2 separate regions of the Zea mays genome follow, and region 1 is linked to region 2. A link is a contact called in public Hi-C data. All regions are on one chromosome and are shown on one strand. The core of a region is the stretch at or near the end of the contact, and the rest is flanking DNA. Distances in the headings are between cores, read along the strand shown.

Evidence for each region. Hi-C and Micro-C count contacts between places; a contact is called where the count stands out from the background.
Region 1: a Hi-C map of ear shows a contact between it and region 2, with 2.0 times the contacts expected there. The contact joins the promoter of LOC103638632 here to the promoter of LOC100275619 in region 2. A contact is called at or near these places in 2 of 25 Hi-C or Micro-C datasets (ear and tassel).

The regions. Positions count from the first base shown.
Region 1 is chr9:87,620,652-87,625,691 of Zm-B73-REFERENCE-NAM-5.0, reverse strand. It overlaps LOC103638632 (ARM repeat superfamily protein), which reads left to right and starts at 1,565. Exons shown (of 8, transcript XR_002265239.2): 1 at 1,565-2,062; 2 at 2,145-4,034; 3 at 4,128-4,268; 4 at 4,400-4,519; 5 at 4,610-4,826.
Region 2 is chr9:86,938,462-86,943,411 of Zm-B73-REFERENCE-NAM-5.0, reverse strand. LOC100275619 reads left to right here and starts at 2,186. Exons shown (of 5, transcript NM_001374076.1): 1 at 2,186-2,340; 2 at 2,816-3,569; 3 at 3,643-3,874; 4 at 4,574-4,650. The coding sequence starts at 2,826.

The sequences.
Region 1 (5,040 bases), core at 316-2,815, 680 kb before region 2:
ATGGTGCATATGAATGGATATAAGCAGGAATATCACAAACCTAAATAATGCTACATCTCAATTTCATCGAAGCACACCTCGCATCACTGGTATTTCTAACTTAAATTTCATGCGCATACGAAGCGTCTTATTTCACGATCATAAAACCAATAGTAAAAATAGCGAATCGGCTCACCACATCTCAATTTGATTTGATATTTGCCTGAACGACGATAGCCTTTAATTGAAGTCTTTGATCGAACACTTGGTGAGCCATGCGCTACAACCTTCTTCTCCAACCAATTTCTAGGACCTTTTTCTCCTCCAATCACGCACAAACACACAAATAATTAGTATCTAATCAATCGACGCTAGGCGAGAACAAGAACCGAGAGTCTCACCGGCGATAAGCGCAAACGCGACCTGCACATAGGGATGGGAGGTAGGCTGACGAGGTTGAGGTGGTGGCAACGACCGGGTTGACTACAAGCCGCGCGCAATTGAAAGACCGATCATCGGAATTGACAAGCACGTCGAGACACAACGCGGGTCGACGACGCACAATATACGCAGAAAGGCACTAGCCGGAGGGCGCGCGGTAGTGAGCTTGCAAGGGCGAACAGCTCACGATCAAGCGACGGCGAGCACGAGACCGAGGCGTGCTGCACGTCAGCGACTGACGAGGACTGAAGACCGGCAACGAGGATCCGAGGAGCGAGCTGCTGGAACAACGCTTGAGGAAGAAGAGCCAAAGGTTGAAGACGACGTTGCGCGGGGGACAAGCGCGTTGTCCGGAGGAAGAGGATGGTTGACGGAGAAACAAAGACGACTGCGGATCGATGAGCTGGAGCGGCCAGAGGTGCGCGGTGGTGGAGGAGGGCGCTGGAAACCGGGCTGGGCGCCATGAGAGATGGGCTTGGCGAGCATCGGCGGCTGGAGAGGGCGCTCGGCCATGGGGGAGGCGAGCACTACTAGAGATATGCTTATTTAAGACGCACATTTTAAGATGGATATCAGTGCATTTTATAGAAGCGTCTTTTATCAAATGGTGATGAGTAAGGTAAGACGGTTTGTTAGAGATCCGTCTTTAATAAAGAAGTGTTTTGAGACAAATACATCGTAAGAAATGTCTTATATCTATTTAAGGCAGATCGTTATTGAAAATCGTCTCAAATAAATATATCTTTTGAGTCATTAAGATTAGAAGAATTGTCCTAGATTTTGGTTAGTATATTAGACACTTATATATATATATATATATGAAACTATCTCAAATAAAGATATTATTAGAGTCATCTAGACAATAAGAACTGTCTTAGATGTTAGTAAGTATAGTAGACATTTCTAAATATGAAACTGTTTCGTATGATATTTAAGACTTAGATTCATACTAAATAATCCTATCATCTAAATAGTTCCTTCTAATTAGGTTTTTTAAATCAAACCTGAACCCACCTCTCTCCACGCCTACGTTTGTCATTTACGATGACACTTCACCATGCTTAGCATGATGCGTGTAACATTTTTTATATTTTTTGTCTTCACTTTCTCGCCTGTTACCATGGGCCTCGACTGGAGACTGCACCTCGACCGATTCAGTTTGGACCCCGCTTCCCTCCCTTGTTCGTCCATCCGTCACAATGGTCACACGGCGGCTCCCAAACCCTAAACAGCGGTGGTGCCCCTACGCTTCAGCCTCGACTCAGTATTCCCCCTTCCCCGCTTCGACAAGTCTCGTCCCCCGCCCCCTTATTCCATTACAAGCAACTCCGCCGGTGCCACCGCTGCTGGTGGGACAGGCCGCCGCCGCCGCTGCTGGTGGGACCTACCGCCTCGCGCTCCGCATCCAGCGCCGCCTCATCCCGCCCAACCACCCCAGGATACGGGACTTCGTCTACAGGTACTGCCTTCGCCGAGCCCCGCTGTCGTGCGTCCGCGCTCAGGACGCCGTCGGTCACTGCCAGCCAAACAGGATCAGCGCGAGCAGCCAGTGCAGGCACATCTCCTACTCCTACGCCCCGTTCCCGTCGGTCACTGCCAGGAGGAAGGGTGTCTTCCGCGAGGACATTGCACAGCTGATGGTGTAAGGATCTAAAATACTTGTCAGCGATCTCGTATACTGTTTTTTTTTGTTTTGTTTTGACTTAGTGATTTGCCCAGATCAGATGTCTGATGTGTCTTGGTTTAATAATAAAGAAGCGAGCGAGCGCAGAGGAAATTGTCACTGCTGCTGCGGTTTAGGATGGAGTAATATTTTAGCCTTGATTTTGACATCCTTTTTTGCAGAGTAGTGGATCAACATTATTCAAAATTTTGCTCATGACGTCTGATATGTGGACAGTTGCCATTCAAGTTTTACTCTATCATCAATAGGTGAAGATTCCTGATCCAGAATACTTGTGTAAGATTATTAACATGTTACCCAATAATAATCTTACATAATTTGGCCCAACCCAAAGATACGTTAATTTAAACTCCCTAGATTATTTTGTGGAATCCCAACAGAGTTTATTCATTTGCTTGTACTCTATGAAGTGGAAGTTCTTGAGATGCCAAAAAGCAGGGAAGTGCGGACATAACAGTCAAGATGAGCTACTTAAAAGTGAGGATAATTCAAAGGAGCGTGGTATCCCGAGAATATGAACACTCCAGAGATGCAATATTTGAGGTTAGTATGCAGTAGTCGAGCCTGTTCATAGTTTATTGTTCCTGTTTTCTAATCTTGGTCTTATGACTAATAATTTTTAATGAGTGGTTCTAACTGGACTGCATCCAAATGTAGTCATTGGCTAAGCCAAAATTTGAATTTCATAAAGTAACTAAGATCGGTGTTTGTCCGGATTGTGACAAGGCTGTAGCTTTCCCCTTAATCGATCAGACCATATCCTAGGATTAAGGATGTGCAACAGAACCCTTTTGTTGTCGACGATATCAATGAGCTTCGGTTTTTTTCACATCCATAACTATATACCAAGCCTTTCTGCCACATTTGCAAGCCACACCATCGCTATGAATAGAAAAACTATTATGCTAGATCCATCTTCTATCCGCATATCATAACCATAACGGGTCCTTCAAAATTTATTTGTGACCTTTATGCTTTGATATTTGATTGGTAAGGGTCTACAGGATCTTATGACCTTATTTACCATCGCTCTGAGTTCGCAAGGCATAAATATTATGGTTCTTGTGAACTCATCCTCCTACATGTAACATGTCGAGTGAAGCCCAAGCCTGGCCCAACAAGGAGTCATGTTCTTTGCAGAACAACAATAGATAGATGCCATTTAAACTAAGTTGATGGTTGTTTCAATATAACACTTGAAAGAACAGACCCAAGGATGTAAACTCAAGTGTTACTACCCCTCATGCAAAACTCAAACTAACAAGAAGATGGTCTCCCCAAAGGCAGTTGCTCACAGAAAATTTTTGGGCAACTCAATCTGGTATACCATCACATGTCACCAAGGTGCTATTTCAAATCAAAACAAGTTAAAAATGTACATCTAACAAAGATACCATTGTCAGATCTTTATACAACACAACACACCAATGTTGCTATTCAAAAACTGTTGCTACCTGCCTAGAGCCCAGTTCTCCAACCTTTCCATGTCCGGGGCTGGGTGCCTGGGTCTGCGTTAATGCTGGACAGCAGCTTGTGATTGTTTAGTGTCTGAAAACTCTAGCAAAAGTCTGGTGGCAAACAAGGTTCTCAATTTAGACATATCACTGTGTGGTAGCGTTTGCTCCTTAATTCTATTTCTAAAACATCTGCTTATTGGTGTCCATGTGCTGGTTCATATGCAATGATGTTCTTTGTTTGTGATGGAATCTTATGATTTTGCTAAAATGTGCATTGTTTTAGTGGTACTTCCAAACAGTGGCCACTAACCATCATGGTGAGGATGCATCATCAGTAGCAGTCAGAAGTAAGAAAGGCTTAAAGACGATTAGACATACCACTATGTTTATTTACTATACTATTATTTTGATGTACTAAATGATTTCATTTGAGTTATTTTGGTGTTTTGATGGCATATGGAGGCCTCCAAGATGTAAGATATTCAAAATTTACCCTTCTAGTGTGTCTTATTTTATGAATTGGTTTTATAAGAAAATGCTGATTCATTTCAGTATCCATCTTGCAGTTTTTGACTGAAAAGAAAGATTTAACAATTACATTGATCAGGAACCGGATTCTCCCATTATATTCTTTGGATCCTTGCAGCCCATATTTGATTTCAATGGCTAATTGGGTTATTGGTCAGCTTGCGATATGCCTACCAGAGGTTACATGTTTTTCTTGTTTTTAAATTCCATCATCTCATAGGACATGCTGGATCAAAGTAGAGGCTTAATGTAATATGTATATCCCTCTACATTATACATTTCACTTTATTTCTTGTTTGCTTACCTGTAGGACATGAGTTCTAGTATTTATCAGTCCTTAATGAAGGCGTTGACCATGGAGTATGTGGAGGACATAACTTGTTATCCGGTTTGTGCCTCTGCTTCTGGTGCTATTGCAGAACTCATCGAGGTAAGACTGAGTCAATGCAGTATTTTGCATTGTAGTCTACTTGCACCTGGAAATATGAACTGATATATTTTGTCTCTGTTTTTTTTTCAGAATAGTTATGTTCCACCTGACTGGCTCATTCTTCTGCAAGTGGTTCTGAAAAGAATAAGTACTGGAGATGAAAATGAGTCTGCTCTTCTGTTCAAGCTTCTGGGCACAATAGTTGAGGGTGGACAGGAAAAAGTTGTTTCATATTCCTGAAATTGTATCCAACATTGCGAGTACTATAATGGAGCTCCTGCCCCCTGTCCCAGATCCTTGGCCTCAGGTAGTAGTGCATATTTCTTCTGTGTGGTCAATATTTTGGTACTTTGTGCATGGAGTACAATCACCATGCCTGCTTTTAATCTTATGATCAGTTATTACTTTCATGTTAACAATATCGTTTCCATCCATTGACAATTTATGGATTAGCTGATTCCTATACACATTGGTACTAAAAATTGGACATAAAAATATTAAACTAACTTGTAAACCTATTT
Region 2 (4,950 bases), core at 937-3,436:
AGATGCTGTCACAATGAACCAAATGCGTGGAATCGATGTCTTGGTGCTTAGGAATGTTGTAGGAATGCTTGGTGTTCTCCTCCATGCGCCTAGGGGTCCCTTTTATAGCCCCAAGGCAGCTAGGAGCCGTTGAGAACAAATCCAGAAAGGCCATCCTTGCCTTCTGTCGTCGGGCGCACCGGACAGTCCGGTGCACACCGGACACTGTCCGGTGCCCGATTTCCTTCCTTAAACAGCGCAGTCGACCGTTGCAGATCTGGGAGCCGTTGGCGCACCGGACATGTTCGGTGCACACCGGACAGTCCGGTGCCCCCTTCCGACCGTTGGCTCGGCCACGTGTCCCGCGCAGATCGCGCGGCCGACCGTTGGCCCGGCCGACCGTTGGCTCACCGGACAGTCCGGTGTACACCGGACAGTCCGGTGAATTTTAGCCGTACGTCGCCAGTCAATTCCCGAGAGCGGCCAGTTCGCCCGAGACAGCCTGGCGCACCGGACACTGTCCGGTGCACCACCGGACAGTCCGGTGCCCTAGACCGAAACAGCCTTTTGGCTGTACACAGCCAACTCTCCTCTTTTCTTCTTCTTCCCGTTTCTGATACTTAGACAAGTTTATTAGTACACAAAACCAATGTACTAAGACTTAGAAACATACCTTTGCTCTAGATTTGCACTTTGTTCATCCATGGGCATTGATTCACATTTAAGCACTTGTGTTGACACTCAATCACCAAAATACTTAGAAATGGCCCAAGGGCACATTTCCCTTTCAGCGGTGTTCCTCTTCTTGGTTGGTGACGTGGACGTCTCTCACGGCCTCAGCAGCGGCTCTAGTATCTCCGTCAACCTCCCGCTGTGCAGGCTCGGACGTGAGCAGCGGTATTGGTTTTCTGGGACAGAACTTCGTGTTCGCTGAGCTGGTCTTCCCACGTAGATAATCTACGTGTTGTGAGTTGCTTGTTGCCTCACTTTATTTACTGTTTAATTTTGTGCAATCTGCTAGTATTATATACTTGGTGTGATTGCACTATTGTGGGTGGATTTATATGCTCAATGATGATAGCGGTGTAGTGAGACAACGTGACAATCTGAATTTTAGTGTGTTGTTAATTTCAGCATCTAGTATATATTTGTGCCTAATTATATCTCTATTTGTTGAGGTTGTTTACCTGTGTTAAATTATGTTATTTTATTTAGTACACAACTTCTTACTATTTGTATTCATGCTTGATTTCTAGGCTTATTACATTTGATCTAAAACCCTGATTTGGTAAGGTATGATTGTCACGTTAGTCGAGGATCTCTGATCACTATTTAGCGTTGGAGGGATGTTTATTACAGCAACCCGCTATTTTGAGAGCAATATCAGAAGATAAACAATAATGTTTATGTACATAATCTGCCTTCTTCATCTACTAGCCATGTTTATTGTTGAAATGGACCTGAGTAGCTATTTTACATGTTTTCATGCCCTAGAATTGCTACTGTTCATTGCTGTTATATTTACATATGACATTTATCTGAATTATATGTTTGTTTTATTCGGAATTAGAATATTTAATATATTTAAATATGTTAGAAGCATGTCACTTATTTCTCTAAAAATACAACACAAAGGAAGACACAAAAGCACAAGCTCCAAATGCAGGAGTGGAAGCTGCTTTAAACCGCATTTTCATGCTTTAAACTGCTTTAAACTAAAATACGTTACACTATTGTTCATGTTTTTATATTGAACTGCATTTTGTTGAATGTGGACTTCATTTTGCAAAAAAAAAAAAAAATCATGGACTTCAATGTGATGTAAGCGAATAGATCAGCTGATACATTTGTTGAACGTGGACGGCTTTACAGCTAGAACTAGATCAACTGATACATTTATATCCAGATGTAAGTACATAGTGAAAAATGCGCTACGTATTAAATGACAGACATAACGAAAGCACACATGGTTTAGCCTTTAGAGGCTGCGAATCTTTTCTATCGCTACCGCAGAAACACTAGTCAATTCGTAGCGAACGCCCGTCATGGATGCTTACTTCAGCACACATCACACAGAGGTAGTGCCTACCCGCACGGCCGCACGGCAGTTCGTCACCGTGGTGGCGTATCCGCCACAAGCCCACTGCCCACAGGCCCACTGCTGCCGTCTCGCCTCAGGGCTCAGGCTGCAGGCTGACGACGCCAACGCCGCCCCTCCCGGCCTTGGCCCAAGTCGTCACCTCCTCGCCCCTCGCCCACGGCTGCGGCCACATTGTCGCCGGCTTGCCAACACGCCCGTGTAGATCGGCCGCCGCATCGCGCCACGCCGCCGTTTCGATCCCCCGCCAGGGCAGCAGGCAGGCAGGTGCCCTGCTCTTCCAGCGCCCAGGCAGAATCACTTGCATTTTTATCTTTTCTCATTCAAGTTCTGATCTTGCGTTTCTTTAGTGACTTTACTATGCCACCTGTTGACGGCCTCAAGCGTAATGTTGGTTAACCACTGAATGCTTCTGTTTCCTACAGAAATCCCTGTCCTAGAAATTCATTTCGTACAAACAAAATAACTGAAACGGAAAGAAGTGGTAACTTAGGTTCCGTTTTTCATAATATTTCTATGCTTAATAAATTCGCTCCAATTTACCTCCCCCAGCTCAGGGTAGCATGTGTCAGTTATGATACATTGAGGTTTACGTTCTCATCACATTATTTGGTAACATTGGATCGTCTGTTGCTGTTGGCTACCAATATACGTAAGAAACATTGGGTGATCTGTTAGATCACCTCAGTCACTGGGGAATCATTGTTGGCCCTTATAAGAAACCCATCTTGAATATAGGAATCTGGCGATGAAGAGTAAGAAAAGTGTGCACGGATCATCATGCAAGAAGGCTAAGTTGTTTGACGGCCTAATTGGTAGACATGGTTCTGAAATAGATCCATGTTATAAACTTTTTCTTGAACATTTAAGCAAAGATCGGAATACATATGTCCTTGATGTACCAAAGGGTGACCACGGCTTGCCTTTTTCTGTACGTTATGAGGAGGACTATACGTCCTATGGAAATACTAAGAGCAGAAGTAGTCCAAATTTTCCCAACCATTCACGGCGCACAAGTTGGGGCATTCCAGATGGCAAACAGCCTGATGTAAAAGCTGTCAAGGCTGCCAGCAGAAATATGTGTTGCTCCTTTTCACCAAAGAGATCATATGTGAAGAAGAAGACCACGACCTCACTAGTAGATGAATCTTATGAGTTATTTCTGAGCCTTGTGAAGTTCAAGGATGGTTTCATGGTTATTGAACCAGAACCAGGTGTCACCATTGTATATGAGCGAGAAGAAGATATGCCAGCTGGCTATGATGAATGGAGAACTGGCAGTTCCACAAATGAACTGTCTTTGGTGTCTCCACTTGAAAACACGGAGGGAGACTACACCATGCAAAGATATGATTATGGCCTTGCACCGGCTAACAAAATTTCTTCTGAACATGAAATGGCTGCACCTTCTTCAGAGAACATTGCTGGTCAGGATATTATTTGCACAGATGAGCATGGCCTTGTACTTTATGCTGAACCATCTGATTTAAATGTAAGATTCTTTTGCATAATTTCTGGTCCTCTTCAAATGCTGCTGCCTGTTATATAGCTGCCTTTTTGCCCAGGCATGTGAAGATGAACAAGCAACACCTCTTGCTATCAGCTACGGTGGTTCATCTACATTTGATGAAAAACTCAATGCTGTTTTAAGTCAACCATATGATCAAAACGAATACGAAGAGTTGTGGAGAAAAGCGACTGACCGGAAGCCTGTGAGCAGACAAAGACACTTGCGAAGTGCATCAAAGCGCTATGTTACAGAGGCAATCGGGCTGTCATATCTCGATTATTACCCTGGTATAGTTACAAAGCTTGGTAGGGGAACTTGTTTGTCCTAACGTGTTAATTGAACACCTTTCTATCCATCTCCGGCCACTAATTCCTGCTATTTGAATGAGTTGTAATAAGTAGTCTTAGTTTACAAAAGGAAAAGGCAGATTCCTGTAATTTAACCAGGTGGTTAACAAGCATTTAGTAACCAATTGTTCATTTTCCAGTGAACTGCATCAGCCAAGTGACATATGCTTTCATCATATAACTCTTACCACAAAAGGAAACTCTAGAGGCCTCAGTCTTTCCTCCATCATATGAATCCTTTCATCCATTTGAAAATGAACTAAGTCCCACAATAACATGATATATAGCAACCACAGAGAATATGACCTTGAACTTTTAGGTAGCTTTATCTTCGTCCTAGTTTTATTTACCATAGTGTTTTTATGGTATACATGTAATGGAGATACGAGTGGCCTTTCTGCTCGCAACTGAGATCTAGATTTTTATATATGTGATGCCTTGGCTCATGCATTTTGTAATGCATCATGTCATGATTCTATAGCAGTATTGAAGGCCATGCTTTCAATGTTGTGATGCAGAACTTTGTATTAAGTTTCCACCAATGAAATAGATTGATAGATTTCATTTTAGTACTTCTCCAGTTGATAGATTTCTTTTTAGTACTTCTCCATCTAGACTCATCTTTAGTTAATCATGCAGATCTAGCCGTACAAATAAAGTCATCTGATCGTGATAAGAGACTGAGCCTACTACGAAGGTTCTTCTTCTGGTTGGAGGTGATCTAAGTTTACCATCCTTTTTTCAACTTCCCAGTGCGTAAGGACTCTGCTGGTGAATTTGAAAATTAGTGCATCTGAAATTATTCACATGTGCTTTTCTTTTCGAGATAGCAAAATGCTGTGAAGAGATTTCACCCAATCAGTGAAAAAATATGTTTCTTGCTGATGGCTACAGTGGTTTGAAAACAAATCGTCCATAATATGTTGGTTTAGTGGTTTGCCTGCTTCATGGTGCTGTGTAAGGGAGGTCAGGAGGTGTGTGTGGTCAATGCCTCATTCTTTCAGATCTCTGGTGAC